Regions from separate parts of the Sus scrofa genome. Here all the other regions are linked to region 1. The links are chromatin contacts, called in public Hi-C maps. All regions are on one chromosome and are shown on one strand. The core of a region is the stretch at or near the end of the contact, and the rest is flanking DNA. Distances in the headings are between cores, read along the strand shown.

What was found. Hi-C and Micro-C count contacts between places; a contact is called where the count stands out from the background.
Region 2: a Hi-C map of liver shows a contact between it and region 1, with 4 times the contacts expected there. The contact joins the promoter of POLR2A here to the promoter of NAA38 in region 1. A contact is called at or near these places in 3 of 47 Hi-C or Micro-C datasets (liver and skeletal muscle).
Region 3: a Hi-C map of liver shows a contact between it and region 1, with 4 times the contacts expected there. The contact joins the promoter of TMEM102 here to the promoter of NAA38 in region 1. A contact is called at or near these places in 1 of 5 promoter capture datasets (liver) and 2 of 47 Hi-C or Micro-C datasets (liver and skeletal muscle).

Annotation. Positions count from the first base shown.
Region 1 is chr12:53,110,992-53,113,866 of Sscrofa11.1, reverse strand. It overlaps NAA38 (N-alpha-acetyltransferase 38, NatC auxiliary subunit), which reads left to right and starts at 1,380. Exons shown (of 4, transcript XM_013990020.1): 1 at 1,380-1,419; 2 at 1,588-1,924; 3 at 2,115-2,298; 4 at 2,459-2,618. The coding sequence starts at 1,844. The coding sequence ends at 2,571.
Region 2 is chr12:52,778,320-52,781,130 of Sscrofa11.1, reverse strand. It overlaps POLR2A (DNA-directed RNA polymerase II subunit RPB1), which reads right to left and starts at 1,298. Exons shown (of 31, transcript XM_021067825.1): 1 at 809-1,298. The coding sequence starts at 901. It overlaps SLC35G6 (solute carrier family 35 member G6), which reads right to left. Exons shown (of 3, transcript XM_003483096.4): 3 at 1,556-2,811. The coding sequence ends at 2,719.
Region 3 is chr12:52,737,487-52,740,704 of Sscrofa11.1, reverse strand. TMEM102 (transmembrane protein 102) reads right to left here and starts at 1,763. Exons shown (of 9, transcript XM_021067827.1): 1 at 804-1,763; 2 at 539-717; 3 at 113-536; 4 at 1-110. The coding sequence starts at 1,017.

The sequences.
Region 1 (2,875 bases), core at 131-2,630:
ACACACAAAGCAAAGCAAAGGCCAGGAGCCCCAAAGATGATAGAGCTGGGATCAGAGTGCTTCCCTTGGCCGATAGTGGCTTAAGGCATTCCACAGTCCCAGAAATAAAGATGGAGCTCCAGCATGCAATGAATGGCCCCCAAATCCTACCAGCCTTTAGGGCAGCCACTTCTAATAAACAGTTGGCCCTAAAGTCACTGCCCCCTCACCTCATCTCCACAATAGAGCAGGCTAATAAGAGAGTCCACCTGCAACTGCTGTTCAAAATTCAACATGAACTTGGGAGGACCAAACTACGACGCCCAAACTACCCTGGACTTCTGAGGGAGTCTCTCACACCTTGTGGCTCAGCCACTCCTCGAATTGCTAACCCCGGGGACCTACATGGTCGTCTTCTTCCCTTGGTCACCCGTAAAAGCGGAAAAAAAATACAGCTGCCACTAGTTACGGAGAGCTGCTGGCCTGCAGATCTGCGAGGAGGTTTGCTGGGACTCCCAGTTCCTTCTCACCTGCCCCCAGGCACCAGTTCTCACCTCCAGCGTGTGTTCCTGCGACGTGAGCGTGTTAATGATGCGGATAGTCCGGGTCTTGGCGGACAGCCGCCCCACCTCGTAACGCGACCCCTGCCACCAAGGCTTCCCGAAATCATTGGCCCAGTCCGAACGCGGCAGCTGAGGTGGCACGTGCAGAAAGCGGCCCCAGGGGGTGCGGTATCTCAGGCAACCGGTCAGCGGATCTATGTGCTTGCGGATCTTTAAAGTAGGGTTTGGCGGAGGGGGGTCTGAGCAGTCACTATCTCGGGCTCCGGTCAGCCCCTCCGCCTCGTCCCCGCTCTACAGTGCCCCTCCCCCCAACCCCAGGTTCCAGCAGAACTCACGTCTCCGGTGTCTGGGTCGAACCAGTGGCTGATGTCCTGGCCCGCAACTTCCACGATGGGTTTCAGCAGCAGGTCTCCTGGGAAGGGGCATTCGTGTCAGTGCTAGACACCCAAGAACCAAGCACCCCCAAACGCACGCCCGACGCCGGCCCAAAAGTGCAGCCCTTACCCTTGTACTCCTGTGCCAACGGCGTCAGGTCGTACACGTTTCCCAGGTAAGACACCCAGAGGTCTTCCAGCTGGTTGTGTTGGGCCACCTCGGCCGGCGTGAAATAGCGACGCTGGAAATACTCAAAGTCTGGCCCGGCCACTAGGCCCCGGCGCAGCATGGCTCTCGCCCTCTCACCGGCTCCTTCAGTTGCGCTCTTGCTTTTCAGCGCGCACTCACTACCGCATCCTCCCTCTCGTCCGGGAACTAAGGAGAGGGCGTTTATCCGCTGACATGGAAACCATTGTCCTTTTCCGGCCACCGTCTGTCAAGATCAGACGCTGTGAGGGCGAGGTGGGGCTCACGGGAAACGTGGTCCGATTCCGACGTTGAAGTAATTGAGTGGTGTCCTCCGGAGTTCCGGGGGGAGGAAAAGACCCTCCGTTTTAATTTTGAGTGGCCTGGGCTATAGGGAGTGCTTGGGACGTACTATCTCGCGAGGCAGAAAAACAAGGGAGTGGGGAGTGCGATTAAGAAAAAAGGTATTCTCGCTTCCTTCCAGGGTTCCTAAAGGATATGTAAGAACCGAGAGAGGTGAAAACTTCTCGCGATATCTGAGGACATCCGGCGACCTAGACCTCAGCGAGCCGTTCGCCGAAGCAGGAGACGCTCGCGAGATCTCTGCAGTTGCCGAGGAGACGAGGAGGGGAGGTGATCTCGCGAAAGAAAACAGGTCGGGAGCGCTCGCGAGATCTCAGACCCCCCGGAGCCGAAAGGTTCTCAGCAAGTTGAAGGGCCTGGAGGAGGCCCGCGGACAAATGGCCGGAGCTGGACCAACTATGCTGCTACGAGAGGAGAATGGCTGTTGCAGCCGGCGTCAAAGCAGCTCCAGCGCCGGGGTTAGCGCGGGCTCGGGTTCTGGGATTGAGGGGCCGTCGGGGAGTAAAGTGGGAGGACGGAGGGAGAACTGCAGCTCCCGGCAGCCTCTGGGCTTCCTGCGAGCGCCCCGCGGGCTGTTGGGAGCTGTGGTTCCTCGGGCGGGCAGCAGCCGGGGCGGTGCGGTCTGAGCACATGTCCCGCCCCGCGCAGGACTCAGACGGGGAGCGCGAAGACTCGCCGTCTGCGCGCGCTAGGCAGCAGCTGGAGGCGCTGCTCAACAAGACTATGCGGATTCGCATGACAGATGGACGGACACTGGTCGGTTGCTTCCTCTGCACCGACCGCGACTGCAATGTTATCCTAGGCTCGGCGCAGGAGTTCCTCAAGCCGTCGGGTCAGTGCCTGGGGAATGCATACCCGCCTGGGAATGCCTCGGAGCATTTCCCCTTCAGGGCCTGGCTGTATCCCTCATTTTCGGGGGCCAGAAGCTGTAGCTCAGAAGGGGCGGGACCGACGCTGGCCTGCCTCCCTGATGCTCTGATCCTTCTTTCCAGATTCCTTCTCTGCCGGGGAACCCCGTGTGCTGGGCCTAGCTATGGTACCTGGACACCACATCGTTTCTATTGAGGTGCAAAGAGAGAGCCTGGCGGGGCCTCCCTATCTCTGAGCCCGACCGCGCATGCCTTTCAAACTTCATTAAACCTGTCACTGACATGGCCTGTGTCTGTGTGTGGTTGGGATGCGGGGGGCAAGGATTGCACACCTCCCCCCTAGAGGAAGAAGAGGTTTATCTGAGGTCGGGGGCACTCTCAGCGCTCCTTCCACGTCTAGTGCTGCCAGAGGTGCCCTTATGGTTCGGGGGTGGGGATGGGGGACAGGCTGAGCCTTAGACCCACAGGCCCCAGGGTGGGCCCCATCTTCCCTCCCACGCTGCTGGTCCGGGAGGGGGTGGTGTCATCCTGCTCCGGAAG
Region 2 (2,811 bases), core at 49-2,548, 330 kb after region 1:
GTTCCTCCAGCCCATTTTATAATACTCTCCTCACCCACTTAAACTGACCGCTTTTCAGCCCACAGGGCACATCAAGTTAATCCCTCCCTCAGGCCCTTTGCACTTGCTCTTTCCTCTCCCTAAAGAGCTCTTGTCCTAGAATCCATGGACCCAGAGACTGGCTGCTTCTCATATTTTGGGTAATGTCACCGCCTCAGACAGGCCTTCCCAGACCCTGACACCACCCCATCCAAAGTAGCTCTCCCTCGATGGCTCTCCATCGCATTAAACCGTTTCACTTCACTCAAGGCACTTGCCATTCACAGAATGATCTTGCTCATTCATTTATTCGTGTTTACTGGCTGTCTCCCCTGCCCCTTCCCAAAGAATGTGCTCTAGGAGGCAGGGTCCTTGTCTTGTTCGGCTCGGCGTCCCCACCGTCTGTTATGTCTATCACGTAGCAGGTGCTCAATTAATACATGTAGAAGGGGGAGGGAAAAAAATCTGGGGCTCGGCTTCTCATCCAAACTTGCGAAGGCCCCCTAGGATCCGTGTGATCTCGTTTAAGGTCGGTCTCTTCCTCCTTCTCACCCTCCAGCCCCTCTCGCGGCCAGGCCCCCAGCCCGGAACAGCGCTAAGCTTGCTGACCCCTAGGAAAACTTAACTCTGGGGAGGCCGGGAAGCTGGACTCTGCAATGCCTTGGCGCCGCTAACCCATCTGCCCCGCCAGCCACGCTGGGCCAGCGAGCAGCGCCAAGTTTCCGCAGCTGCAGTCAAGCTCCGCCCGCAGCGCGGGAGGGAGAAAGAGTGGGAGGGTAGAGCCGCTTACCAGTTCATCCGGACTGAGGACGCCGAACTGCACTCGCTTGATGGTGCGCAGCGGGCATGCGCTGTCCCCGGAGGGGGGGCCACCCCCGTGCATCGCGGAGGCAGGCGCGCTGCGCAGGCGCAAACCTCACTACAAAAAGCCTGCGCCGCCTCCACCTAGGTGCTCAGACCCCGTCGGGGCGGCCGCCGGGAAGGACCTCCCCGAGTTGGGAGGAAAAAGCCGGAGGAGGGAAAGGTGGGGGAGGGAAGTAGGCGGGGAAACGAAAAGGGGCGAAAGGAGCTCTCCTCCGCCTTTCCGGAGGTTTTTCGTCTCCCGAAAAGAAAAAAAAAAGAGGAGGGGAAAGGGAAAGGTTTGGGGGAGGAAGAAGAAAAAGGGTAACGAATAAATAAGTAACCAGGCTCCTGAACGGCAGAGGTTACGGCAGTTTGTCTCTCCCCCTTCCGGGAGCCGCCTTCTTCTCCAACCGTCCCGGCCGCGCTCTCGGCGCTTCTGAGGAGCGAACCGGCCGAATGACGCCCTTTATAGATTCGCCCCGGCATTCCCCCGCCCCTTCCTTTCCCGCCCTCCTTTGCGCTACGGGGCCGCCTGCGCCGGCGTGCACGGGGCGCGCGCTTGAGGCGTTGATCCTCCCTCCCCGGCTCCCTGGTTGGGGTGACCTTTTGAAATGACAAGGGGGAAGGGAACGGTTTTTATCCCGTCGCCTCCCCTCCCTCCTCCCTCCTACACTGAGGTTTAAGGTTTAAAGGATCAAGGGTAAATATAGGCCGCTTTTATTCTCGTTCCGAGTGAGGTTTCATTTTCAGCCAAAGTTTCTCATTCATGTCACCCCCTTCACTGGAAAATGGTCTGTTCTGAGAATCGGTAATGAAGGAGGCGGGGCCGGTCGGATCCTCCCAAGTAGGTTCCCGAAGGGGGGAGTGCTGGGGGCCGTCCTTGGTCATGAATATGCAGTAGTCGCGCTGAATATGCAAGAACAGGTCAAGATGGCGAGGCCAATTGCTTGTCCGGAAGTAGCTGATATATGTCGAGCGGCCTCCTGAGACGAGTGGACATTTCCAGGCCTCTGACGGAGCGCTGTCCGGGGCTCTGGTTTAGGATCTCCGGCCTGCGCCGCTGCCAGAGGCCTCAGCTCAGAGGCCTGCTCCGGAAGGACGCTGGCCACTATCCGGGAGAGATCACGGGACCGCGACAATCCAGGAAAAGCAGATTAGCCATGGGGCGGGACGCAGAAGTCCTGGGGAACTCGGGGTCAAAGCCTCTGAACATGAGGAAATCCTCCCCCTTCTAGAATATCTCAAAAATAAGATGGTGGTAGAGGTGTGTGAGGATCCTAAGGGATTCTCCAATAAGAGCAGGGGGTAGGACTTCCACTGTCCTTCCAAAGCAGAGATGACACCAACTGCAGAGCCACATTCAGAGTGATCCTTGTTTGATGTCAATATCACGTCACCACACCAAGGTGGGAGGGGGGAGCATAACCACGAGGAAGGGAAACCAACGCTCAGAGGGGAAAAAAAAAAGGCATACTCCCTTCCGCCAGCACAGCTGCTTGATCTGCCTGAAAGCCCCAGTCACTCCAGCCCCAGTGCTCTTCTCTCTCTGCTGCCGAGGGAAAAATCCTCCCAGTGGCTCATGGCCTACCTGCTTCAGCCCCTTTGATCTGCTCTTCAGATGTCACCCCTTAGTTCTGCCCTGATCCCAAGCCCCAGCCTAGATTCCAAATATGTTGATCTCCAGGCTGGTTCCAGGTTTTCTAGGTAGTCCCTTCCTACCTCCTACCAAGTCCCCGGGTCACCCTTGACTCCAAGGGGTGTCCTTCTCCCACACCAGTTCTTTCACATGTTTGTATTCCAGTCTTTCCTTATATTTACCCCTGCCCACCCCCCACCCCCAGGCTCTCAGGTTCGATCTCACTCCTCCACTTGCCCTTCCCTCTCACAGCTGAGGTTCTGGGCAGTGATGATGGCAATGCTGCCCAACACGACCCCTGCCCCCATGATGTC
Region 3 (3,218 bases), core at 514-3,013, 370 kb after region 1:
GGGCGTAGCCAGCAGGATGGTGGTGTACCCAGCGTGGCGGGCTGCGTGAACCAAGCGCGGGGCACCTGGGACCGGGAGCAGGGACTCAGCGACCGCAGCCAGCGAAGCAAGAACCAGGCAGCCACCTGGGCGGGACACAATGTGGGCCATGCCTCCCGAGCCTCCGACGGCTGGGGCTGTGGCATTGGGCTAACGTCGGCTGCTTTGGTGACGTCACCATTCGTTTTTTTCAATGGTGAGGGAAAGCCAACATCGGTTGCGTCTTGCTGAGGCGACTCTGGCACTGAAACGTTACTAGGTGATTTTTCCAAAGACTCGTGTGCCTCAGGATCAGTGACGTCACCGTGCGGCTGGTCCACAGAGGTTTTCGGGTCCTTGAGACTTTCTTCACTTTGGGTTGGGTGGATGGAATCACCTTCTCCGGGGACTGGGGGTCCTAGGCAATCCTGCCATGCCTCCCTGATGGAGGCTCCGCGTACCTGCTCTGGGAGGCAGACCCATGCGTAACAGGATCCCACGTCCAGTTGCAGCTCCTGCCAGTGTCGTCTAGTGAAAACACGGGCACCAGGAGCGTGAAGCCGGTGTCATAGTGAGGTCCCCGGGCGTAGGGACCTAGAGGCGTAGGCCCCAGATCCAGGGAGCCCTCGCGAATTCCGCCACGAAGCAGCAAGAGCTCTGCCTGGGGAGGAAAGCGAGGGTCCCGACGGTGAATGAGACCTAAGGAAAGAGAAGGGATCGTGAGGGCGTGAACCAAAGCTGGGGCGGGGCGGGGCTGAGAGCTGCCAAAGGTTAGGGTTACTTACCCAGCAAAGAGAAAACAAAGTCCTTAGCCTGGAGGAGGTCTGGTCCCGGCTTGGGCCCGTCACTCCAGCTCTCCTGCACACCCAGCTCCTGGATCAGCTGGGTTAGTTCTTGCAGCTGGGCACCAGAGCAGAAGTCTATGTCCGTGAGCGGCCGGGCTGGGGCTGGGGGCGGTGGGCCCCACCAAGGAGCACTCCCCCAGACGGCGGAAGCCATTCTGTCTTTTGGGGGGGGCGGCTAGGAGGTACACCGACGGAGGGAAGCCCAGACAGGTCTCTCCTTCTGCTGCAGAGAAGTCGCCCCCGTTTTTTCTCTTTTTCCGAGCACTGGGGTCTGCAGGTGAAGGGCTCTAAATTTAGTCTGGAAAACGAACAAATAAATACCTCCTATGTCCTTTTCCTTTTCTCATATGCTGGTCCCCGCCCCGATGGACCGGTTCACCTGACTCAGCAGGTAAAAAGTAGCTGTTGGAGCCCTCCTGCGGAATGCAATAGCCAGTCTCCTCCGCCGCCCTTGTCTACCTCCCCTTACCTCTTTTTCGGAAGAGGCTTGTGGTTTGCGGCTTCCCTCTTACGGGTAGCTGCAAGGGCCGGGGGAGAAAAAAAAATGGATAGAGCGAGTCAACAGGTAACTTCTTCCTGCTGCCCACGAGGCCACGCCCCTAAATTACGATCACGCCCCTTTCTGGAGGCTGTCGGGGCGGTTCGGGCCCCGCCCAGCCTCCAGCCGAGTTCACTCCTTTTTTTCGCTCGACTGAGATCTCAAGGCCATCCTGGGAGTTGTAGTTTGTCTTCCAAGCTACCAGGGCGTTGGGGCCACGCCCCCACATCCTTTCCTGTTCCGTTGAAGAAGTGCCTGATGGAAGTTGTAGTTTCTATGGCGATAAACTGTTCTGTGTCTTTCCAAGCCCAGGTCAACCCCACTCAAACTCGTGGAGTTAGAGCGGAGGTGTAATAGGATGGATCTGAATAGCAAACAATAATGGGGACAAGAGTTCCCTTCGTGGCTCGGCAGTTAACGATACCAACTAGGATCCATGAGTATGTAGGTTCGATCCCTGGCATCGCTCAGTGGGTTAAGGATTCGGCGTTGCTGTGAGCCTGTGGTGTAGGTGGCAGATGCGGCTCAGATCTCGCGTTGTTGTGGCTGTGGTGTAGGCCGACGGCTACAGCTCTGATTCGACCCTTAGCCTGGGAACCTCCATATGCCACAGGTGTGGCCCTAAAATGCCAAAAAATAAAATAAAATAAAAACTGTGGGGGACGTACCCTAGGGCCTGGGGAGAAACAAGGGCCTTTAAGTCTCACGTGTCAGTAGAGGAGTCCTGGTCACCTAAATCTAGAAGGGTTCTTCCATTCAGTTCTCACTTCATTTTATTTTATTTTATTTTTCTCTTTCTGCTTTTCTAGGGCTGCTCCCGCAGCACATGGAGGTTCCCAGACTAGGGGTCAAATCGGAGCTGTAGCCGCCGGCCTACACCAGAGCCACAGCAGCGCAGGATCTGAGCCATGTCTGCGACCTATACCACAGCTCATGGCAACGCCGGAGCCTTAACCCACTGAACAAGGCCAGGGATCGAACCCGCAACCTCATGGTTCCTAGTCGAATTCGTTAACCACTGAGCCACGAGGGGAACTCCTCGCATTTCGTTTTAGAGATGAGACAATAGCCTTGAAAGCCTTGCACATGACTTGTCCAAGGTCAGAGCCGAGCCAGAGAGGTGTTGGAAGGGGACTCTCCAGCTGCATGGGGACATAGCACTTGGAATTGATGATAGAAGTGTTAGTTAAGACCATACAGGTAGCGACCCAGGGATGGACATCCAACTCAGGGAAGGGACATATATGAGCGATGCCCGCCTCCGACACACATGAATGGTGGCAGGGAAAACACTTTGGAATCTTGCAGCTCATCTGTATACACGGAAGAGTTACCAGGACTGAAGATCAAGTCCAGAGGAACCTCCCAGCTGGGCTAGAGCAGGACAATGGAAAATTATCAGGGGAAGGAAATTGCTTTCAGTGACCAGTGCTATCATGAGCACAGTTTAAGTCCAGGATAAAACTAGGAGCCAGAAAAATAGGACAGAAAGATAGGAAACCAGAGGTAGGCTCACAGATCAGACCAATTCATGCTATGCCAGGAATTCTTTTTTTTTTTTTTTTTTTTTGTCTTTTTAGGGCCACGCCTGTGGCATACAGAGGTTCCCAGGCTAGGGTCTAATTAGAGCTGTAGCTGCTGGCCTACACCACAGCCACAGCAATGTCAGATCCGAGCCACATCTTTGACTACACCACAGCTCACAGCCACGCCGGATCCTTAACCCACAGAGCAAGACCAAGGATCGAACCCACAACCTCATGGTTCCCAGTCGGATTTGTTTCTGTTGCGGCACGACGGGAACCCCTAGACCAGGA